2 separate regions of the Gossypium arboreum genome follow, and region 1 is linked to region 2. A link is a contact called in public Hi-C data. All regions are on one chromosome and are shown on one strand. Each heading gives the region's core, a stretch centred on a gene start, on an enhancer-like site or on the middle of the called end of the contact. The rest is flanking DNA. Distances are from core to core; before and after follow the strand shown. Region 1 has its middle 6.6 kb from the start of LOC108450428. Region 2 holds the start of LOC108449997 (transcription factor MYB44-like).

The links. Hi-C and Micro-C count contacts between places; a contact is called where the count stands out from the background.
Region 1: a contact with region 2 is called in a Hi-C map of leaf, with 4 times the contacts expected there. The contact joins the enhancer-like site here to the promoter of LOC108449997 in region 2. A contact is called at or near these places in 2 of 5 Hi-C or Micro-C datasets (both in leaf).

What each region holds. Positions count from the first base shown.
Region 1 is chr5:18,733,157-18,738,088 of ASM2569848v2, reverse strand. No RefSeq gene overlaps it. Among protein-coding and RNA genes, the nearest start is that of LOC108450428, 6.6 kb to the left of the region's middle. Within about 2 kb of position 3,193, at least 2 of the 2 cell types and tissues checked have an H3K27ac peak or open chromatin away from gene starts, as enhancers often do. A contact at or near this core is called in leaf, where this site is marked.
Region 2 is chr5:18,696,732-18,701,554 of ASM2569848v2, reverse strand. It overlaps LOC108449997 (transcription factor MYB44-like), which reads right to left and starts at 3,279. Exons shown (of 1, transcript XM_017747408.2): 1 at 1,807-3,279. The coding sequence starts at 3,069. The coding sequence ends at 2,173. It also overlaps the pseudogene LOC108450958.

The DNA of each region.
Region 1 (4,932 bases), core at 1,944-4,443, 37 kb before region 2:
ATATGTGGTAAGTTAAGAAAATGCCTGAAGAGTAAGCTTGTCAGCAATTAGTCGAAAGGTCACACATGTAAACTCGTCTTTCTAGGATGACTACTTGTGCAACGGATGACCTAATCTTTATTGAGAATATGAAGTTGTTGATCCTAAACATCATGTGAGTTTAATTGCTCTATCTCAACAAAATCGAAATGAATGATGGGATTTATCCTATCACAAACATTATTGTCTCATCGAAGATATCCCTCCCACATGCTTTATAATGATGACTAAATGGCAAGTTTAATACGTTAGCACTATTTTATACGATACTTTTACCTATAAATACCTCAAAAAACGATAAAGAAATTAAACTTAAAAAAGATACTAAGTCTACACTCTCAACTTTGAATTTCTCTTCACTATTATTTTTCATAACTTTTAGCTCTACTCGATTGGATGAATTAGTCTCCATGACAATCTCTATATTATTCTTTATACTTTTATCTTGTTGAATCATTATATCAACAATATATATATTAAAATCAAAAAAAATAAATAAGACAGCCAATCTTATTGGCCTTCTATCCACTTTGATTGATTGAATTCCATCTCTTGCGCATGTCCACCTACTCGCGCTTCCCGCCGTTAGTTTTTGAGTTGAATACTATGCCTTTTTTTTTTTTGCCCCCGGGGGGGGGGGGTGTTGCAATAGGACATTGGCCTATGGGGACCTGAGGCACGATGCAAGTGAAATTGTCCGCCGCTTTCCAACATTTTCTCATTAATCAAGGAATCCTTTTTGGAAAAACGTGTTAAGTGTAAAAGAGTTTTGTTTGAATTTTTCCCATAATTGACCCTTCTTTTGTTTGTTTGCTGTGCTCTTTTTGTGAATGTTTCTGCACGGAGACTCATGTTAGTTTAACAACATTACTTTTTAACCCAGTTTTAGGTTAGCAATTAGCATTGAGGGGACCAAGTTTCCTCAAAAATTTAGCTCACAATATGAAACAAACGATTGAATGTGCTTTTAACCTTCCAACGACTTAAAATTATGATAGTCTGGGCCATACTGAATCAAAATAATGAGGTGGATTTTGAAACTAAATTTTAGGAGTTCAATAAAACCTTTTTTTTTTTAAAAAAAAATTTGGGGTTCTGACTAAAATATTTATGAGAATTTTTAAAAAATTTAAAAAAGTCTAATTAAAAATTTTAAATAAATTACATGATATAATGAAATTTTTCTAAAATTTGAAACATCTAAAATTTTCCAAAATTTTGGGGTCTAATCCCCCGTGAGGATCCTCCTCTGTACTTAATCTAAGTAATCATCCTGGTAGTAGCTTTGTTAAAGAAGCCTGTTTAGTTTGTTCTGGAATTTGCATGTGTCATGTCTGGATGATCAGGTCAAAAGAGGATTTTATAGCTACTTTTCACTACTGCCAAAATTTTAACCTACACGTGTTGTCATCTGGTAGGTTGAATAGTCATGGATTGGCCACATCCATCTAACTTGGGGACATGAATTGCTTAGTTTTGGGCCGATTGCATGGTAACATTTGAAATTCAATCTTCGAAAACTTAATTTGCACCAGCTTTCCTAACCATGTGATGACTTTTAGTATCGAATATTTTGACTACCAAATCTCCATTTCCTTATATTATTGGTGCACATCCTCAACTTAACACCCTAGAGGACAGAAGAAGGTGGTTTTTGCCAGTGTTAGGTGACAGTATTTGACAATCATATACACAAATTGAAATGGAGATGCAATATTCAGCATATAGCAAGCCGAAAGCTTAAAGTTACAGTATATTATTTTGACCAAAATAAATATATTCCATCTAAACCCTGAGTGTTGTTTTAAACACACATTAAGATTAGTTGTTCCTTTCACGGGGTCTATCACCTTAGAAATCTAAAGTCCTTTATAACATTGTTCTTAATTTATTATCCATCTTAAGCTCAGTGGAGAGAGACGTGAAAGCTATTGGCTAAGCTAGAGATGGAGTTGTTAAAACATTATTTCCAAACTTGCAAGCTTTTCAATAATAAATCTTAAAACAAACCAACATTTTGGAATTGAAATCCATTTCCAGCCTGTATAGAAACACAACAGGAAAATGAAATGTGAGCTAAATCTGACATACAAGTATCAAAGGAGGCAGCGGTCAAAGCTAACGGGTAATGCAAGATCTGCCGATCTTCGTTGCTTTTTGTTTGGCCATTGGTTTAGATTACATTATTAGATTTCGAAATTGCTTGCTTTCAGATGGGTTTAGCTCACATGACAGATGACTTACTTTCTTGGAGGGAAAGAGAAAGAGAGAGAGAGAGAGACTTGGTAAGTGGTAGGTGATTTTGCAGACAAAGTCATACAAACCTTAAAAGGACATCATCATCATAAAAAAGTATATGATTTCTATCTTTTTCATTATCAAGTAAAGTACACAGATTTTCCTAATTCTGAAAAAAAAAAAGTGTGTAACTACCTCAAAGTTCTCAACCTAAACTGTCAAATATTACAAGTATAATCAAAAGCTTCTATTTTAAACGAATGAATAAACAAATCTCCGGTTGTCCAGGAAGGAGATTAAACAGGAACAACAAATGCTGTATATAGCCTGTAGCTTACAAATCTGTGCAACAATGCCTGGGTCCCTCGTACAATTTGAAAAACCCAAATAGCAAAAAAAAAATAATAATAATAAAGTCTCCAGGACTCCAACAATATGCTTAAGATTAATGCCCAGGACCTTTTCTACTTGGTCCGGAGGCTAATGTAAAAGCCATACTCTTCAACGACTTACGGCTGCTGCGGGAGTCGTTTGTCGAAACAGCCGATGAAGGAACACCCACCGCTTCTCCTTCCAAACTTGGAACAACCACATTGTCGTCCGTCGTCTTTGATCGAAGGGCTCGCCCATGGACACCATCCAGCTGTACTGAAACCAGCAACGCCAAAAGACCGAGCACACACAGAATACGCTTCATTGCTGAATAAAGATGTTGAGCTATAGCTGTTCTTCTTCTTGTCTCTCACACACACAAAAGAAAAATGCCCTGTCGATTGGTTTCAAATTGGGTAATCCGTAATCTTTGAAATGCTGTATGGAATTGCTAGCTACCGCTCTGTCTATATATACAAGGATCTCGCTTTATCAGGACGGTGAAAGGCTTTGCAGAAGTGGGTCCTTTAACAGGATTGTTTGACTTAGCCTCACTTTCCCTCCTCTAAAACTACCACGAATACTATATTTTATGATAATTTGGGGTTTACTTGTAATTCTTTTTTCTTGGGGGGCCAATGCAAAATCGGATGGAAGAAACAGAGCAAGCTTTTACTTTGAAATTTGCTCTCGTGTTGTTCGAATTTGACTTTACATTCCAATTCTATAAATTTATAAAGATACGGCATGATGTCACAGGGCAAGGAATAGCCATATTAAAAGGTTAGTTTGGTATAATATCAAATTTAGTCCGCAATATTTAAACTTTTTATCATTTTTGTTTTATTCTCTTTTAAGTTAAATTTCATTTTCAACCTTAAAAAATAATAATAATCAAATTTAACTATCGACCATTCAAAAGAATTTTTTATTCAAAAAAATACTAACTAAAATATTAATTTTTAAATATTTCAACTTATATGACAATTTATATATAATTCATGTTAATTTTTTGAATAGTTTTATAATTTTTAAAATATTTGTTAACGTGGAATATAAGACAAATAATGTCAAGACAAATAATATCAAGTCAATATAAAGTTTACATAAATTATCATGTGGGTTGTCATACCAACATTGTTAAAATTAATGTTTTAATTAGTATTTTCATTAAAAAACTATTAACCTCTTTTAAAATGATCAATGGTTAAATTAAGCTAAAAAATATAAAATCTAAATTAATAAAAGATATAAACAAGCAAAAGATGAACTAAATTTATCCTAGTTTTTGGCAAAAAAAAAAAGAAAAAAGAAAAAACGAATTTATCCGAGTCTTCTCTTTTTCTTTAATTTTCATTGCATAATCATGTTAGACCCAGATTGGTTTCACACGCTTTTCCGAACACCCGACGCGCGTGTTTACATCTGGTACGCGGTCTTTTTATATAGTACGTATATTAAATATTTTTCATGAAAATTAAATAATTATATAAGCATTTAATACCATATCTTTAAGTTTAACGTGTCTCATCCTTTACAACAACCCAGAAAAAGAGTTTTTGAAGCATATCTCCTACTTACTTTTTTGAAGAAAAATAAGTCGAATTGTTGAACTGTCAATCTCTGAAGCACCATGCCGGTGCATACTAAACAAGTATTGCCAGGGCATCTCAGTTTTCCGACTAATGAATATGAGTAGATATTACTTTTTTTCATCAAATAATAAGAGATTATTATCTGTCATGTATTTTGTAAATAATTTATTTTTATATGATTTTTGTTAAATATTTTTAAAATTATTTACCCACACAACTCAAATACCTACTCATGATAGATTTTGAATCTAGCTATTCAAGACTCAAACCATTCGCCTTTACCAAATAATAAAGTTTTTAATTTTACATATCGGTTGAATATCCCATATATTTAATTATTAATTTTGGTTGCGAAATTAAAAACAGTAGCCGAATTTGTTTAGTAAATTGAGAATCAACATGGTAACCGTTTATGGTTTTAATGAAAGAATATTAATCAAATGGGCTTTATAAAATTCATTTTATATGTAGCACAATATACAGTAATGTGTACGAAAGAGTTTGAAAATATTAGCTACGCTTAGCTGCTTATGTCTACATTATATACTTTAGCTCAAGTTGGCGGCATAGATGGGTCGGACATTTTTTAAAACAAAGCATGAGATTTTGTTGGAAAGTGTCAACATTCCTTTCCCTCGAATATGCTCCATCTTTGCTCACTTTTCCTGTTTACACACGAGTAAACATG
Region 2 (4,823 bases), core at 2,030-4,529:
AGTGGAGTTTCAATCTGCTGATTTTGGTAGGGGACCTTGGAGGAGATTAACACTTGATTTTGATGGTAACCTTAGGTTATACAGTCTCGAAGAGCAAAAGGGAATTTGGTCAGTCACATGGCAAGCTATGTCTAACTCCTGTAGAATTCATGGAATCTGTGGACCAAAAAGTATATGCAGCTATGATCCAAGTTCAGGCCCAAAGTGATCTTGCCTTGCAGGGTTCAAGATGAAAAATCAAGCAGACTGGAAGGATGGATGTGAACCAGAATTTAACATTTCATGTGACAATCATGATTTTAAGTTTGTTCAATTTCGTCATGCTAACTTTTTTGGCTATCATTACGATATCCCTCGTAATCACACCTTAGAGGAGTGTGCCAAAGCTTGCTTGAAATTGTGCTGCATAGCCTTTCAATACAGATATTTCCCAAAGGATGGTGCTTATCGCTGTTATCCAAAATGGGAGTTGCGTAATGGTTATCATTACCCCCGTTACAATGGAACCCTGTACTTGAAACTCCCAAAATCATTTCAATACAACAAACCTGTTGAAGGATTGAAACTGAATTGTTCGATCAATCAGACAAAACAGCTAGAAAGAGCTTATCATAAAAGAACTGGATATGGGTCACTAGAGATTCTGATTTGGTGTGCTTCTGTAATTGGATTGCTCGAGTTGATATGCGTCATTCTGGTGTTCAGTTTCTTGTACAAAACTGGGATAAGTTCTGATGCATCCACACGAGGCTACCATGCTGCTGCAACAGGATTCAAACAATTCACCTATGCTGAGTTGAAAACGGCAACGCGTGGTTTCAGTGAGGAGATCGGACAAGGGGGATGTGGCGTGGTTTACAAGGGAGTGTTGTCTAATCAAAGGATTGCAGCAATAAAGGTTCTCAACCTTGAAGTTAATCAAGCAGAAGAGGAATTTCTTGCAGAAGCAAGCACCATAGGGAGGGTTAACCATATGAACTTGATTGAGATGTGGGGATACTGCGCGGAGGGGAAGCATAGGCTTCTGGTGTATGAGTACATGGAGAATGGATCATTAGCAAGGAACCTCATGTCTAACTCACTTGATTGGAAGAAGAGGTTCGATATTGCGGTTGGCACAGCCAAAGGTCTGGCTTATTTGCATGAAGAGTGCTTAGAGTGGGTTCTGCACTGTGATGTCAAGCCTCAAAACATACTGTTGGATTCCAACTACCAGCCTAAAGTAGCAGATTTTGGTCTATCCAAACTGCTGAACAGGGACAATCTAAAAGGGCCAAGCTTTTCCAAGATAAGAGGAACAAGAGGTTACATGGCGCCTGAATGGGTTTACAATCTGCCCATCACATCCAAAGTGGATATTTATAGCTATGGAATTGTCATCTTGGAAATGGTAACAGGAAGGAATCCAACCAATGGTATCCCTGCAGTTGAAACAAGTGGAGAAATATGGCACCAGAAGTTAGAAGCATGGGTCAAAGGGAAGAAAAATGGAGCTGCTGCAACGTCTTGGGTAGAAGAGCTAATAGACCCTGCGATGGGATACGATTATGACCGAAATAAAATGGAAAATCTGCTGGAGGTGGCTATCAAGTGTACAGAAGCGGAGAGACATGCAAGACCTTCCATGAGCAAAATCGTTCAATTGCTTCAGCAAGCAACCCAATAATAAGACTGCATTACACCCTTAGTATCTATCAATTATTCAGTTGTGCTGTAATATTTCATAGAATAATTATGCCCTTGCTAAGGCTTTCGCTTATGATTATAAAACATTGGGTCATACAAATATAACATAGTCAATGAAACTTCAGAAAGTCACGTAAGACATTATTTTAGTCCACTACAGCAGAATGAAAATGAACACTTACAAATGTCACAGCGTCTGTGGCAGACAGTGCAATAATGTATACCTAAAAGATTATAGTATGAGAGTCAGCTTTCCTTAAACTTTCAAAGAGCCTACTTTATGTTCTTTTTCAATATCAGAGTTTCTTTAATCTCCGTCCGGCCCCCTAACCAAAAATATCCCCTCGTTGACTGCATCCCTATGCACACCACCACAAATATTATTTCTTTAATCGACGATAAAAATAACTAAACCAACAAAGAAAGAGATTAAACAAGTGACAGAAAGACTTTATTTTTTGCTCTTCTGCGGATTCTTCTTGTTGTCTACTCGATCTTGCTAATACCAATACGTTTAACAACAGCATTTCTGATAGCTTCAGTTTGCAAACAAAGACCATTTTGTTCAATCCCAAACATGTAGTTCCTCACTTCTGTTCTAATCATCTCTTGTATAACTGTCAAAAATTCATTGCTAAAAAATTGCTTCTCCATCCCCAATTCCCCGTTTTGCATCCCCACTACGAGACCGGCAGTTGGGTGAGCCGTTACTGTTGTTACTGGCGCCTGGGTGGGGCTAGGAATAGGGTCGGATCTAGGTCCCGAATCCGAGTTTTCGCAAGGATCGAATCCGGGCAGCGAGAGGCTGAGTATAATAGGTGGATTGGTAGTGGATGATGCCGTTTCAACATGCTTACTGGAACCGGTTCTTGCCAACAGCTTATAAAACGGTGAGGCAGCGGGTAAACTCGAGTCGCTCAAATCGGATCCTGAAGGGGTACCGAGGTTCAAGCAAGGACCCGAGGCATTATTAGCAGCACCAAGACTGGCTGATCTTTTAATTGGTTGTGGCGAGTCATTGTTCAAATCTTGAGTCATGGAAGAACATTTTCTCTTTAGGGTGGAGTTCCAGTGGTTCTTAATCGCGTTATCCGTACGACCATTGAGGAGTCGAGCGATGATAGCCCATTTGTTACCGAATTGGGCATGAGCTTGGATTATGGTATCATCTTCTTCGGGAGTGAAGGGTCGGTGCTGAACCTCGGGGGAAAGCTGGTTGCACCATCGGAGCCTACAAGACTTTCCTGATCGACCAGGTATTGATTTGCTTATTAAAGACCAGTTCTTGGGTCCGTACGTATGAACCAGCCGCTGCAAAGCCTCGTCTTCTTCCGGACTCCATGGACCTTTGATCCGATCCAAGTCTTTCCTAGTAGATGGCATCGAAATATATAAAAATAAAAATAAAAAAGCTTATTACCAAAAAGGAAAAACAATAGCAATAGCAATCTTTATTTTTGAAGTGATGAGAGGGCTGATAAAAGAGCGGAGAATAAGGGAAGGGAAGGAGGAGGATATACACATATATGGGGAGGGGAGAAGTATGACTTGTTGAAGTGGTAGTTGTGACTTGTGACCGGGCATAGCCGTTGAGAATTCAGGATCCTTCCAGGCAAGGTAGTTATTAGTATACAACTGTCAATGTCACACTCTAATTTTTAATTTTTTTTTGTTAATTATGGGTCATTTCTTTTGTCAACAAGCTATGAATTCTAGTTACTCAATATATAAATTTGCTTTTCTCACTTAATTATGATTTTTTAATTTCTCACTCAATTAATTAAAATTATCTATTTTGATTCATTTTTGTTAATTGCATTGACAGGAGAATAATGTAACAATTTAAAAATTAGTATAATAATAAATTTTACCTTTAACTTTTATATATTATATCTATATAGTCATAATTTTAAAAATTAACCTTCAAAATCTATAATTAATCTTAATTTTAAAAATTCAAATAAAAATATAAAAATACATAAATATTTTAAAAAATATAAAAAATAAATTTTATATTACTATTACTATTAATATTAAATTATTTTAAATAAATAAAAAACCCTCTCCCACCTTCCCTCTCCTTCTCTCTCTCTGTTGTTGTTGCTGCTACAGTTTTCTAATATAAGATTGGATAGCTTGTCTGATGAGAGATGTGGTGTGGGTAACTTAGAACACATGATTGGGGGAGAAAAGACAGCTGCTTTAGAGGAGAATGGAGAAAATTGCAGGTTGCTGAATTGGAGCTATTTTTGGGGAGGAATGAAATGGTAATGGAACAAGTTAAGTTGATGTAAGAATCTTACAAGTCTCAAGATGCATAAAGTTATTTTTTTTATCATTTTAAGACAAATTTTCTTGGAATTTAATATTATTATAAAATTTATTTTATATATTTTAAAAATATCTATGTATTTTTATAAATTTATTTGAATTTTTAAAATTAAGATTAAATTAATATCATTTGTAAATTTAGAGGTTATTTTTAAAATTTACAACTAAACTGATATAAAGTATAAAAATTAAGGTTAGGCTTAATATTATACCAAATTTTCATCTGTTATATCACTCCTCCTTTTTATTAGTTAAGTGATAAATTTTAAAAAAAATTATAATTGGGTAACAAAAATATATTTATAATTGAGTGATTAATTTAAAAATTCAAGTAAATTTAGAAAATTTATAGTTAGATGGTTTAGTTTACCTAAAAATTCATACCGAATCAACTATTAATCACATTTATTTTCACAATTATTAAGTAAATTTGTTTATGCAAGTATATTTAATACATTATTAGTAGAGTTGTATAGGATAAATTGATATTTTAATTAACAATTCAAATGTAAGAAATAAAGTAAAAGGTTTTGGGTTTGGGTTTTATTTTTAAACAATAAATTTATGTTACATTGAAAATAAAAGAATAAAATTATATTGTAGAGAATAAAACGGATAAAGAAAAATAACAAAATTAAGTTATGGATTGTGTCAAAGCATGGCCTATGTTGCAAGTATATGCGGATGAGTTATTTTTAATATATTTATAGGACCAAAATGGACGGTGTGGGACGCCTTTTAAGTACATCAAAATACGGATCAAATCCTGGGATTTAAAAATATAATTAGGGATTTTATTTGTGCAA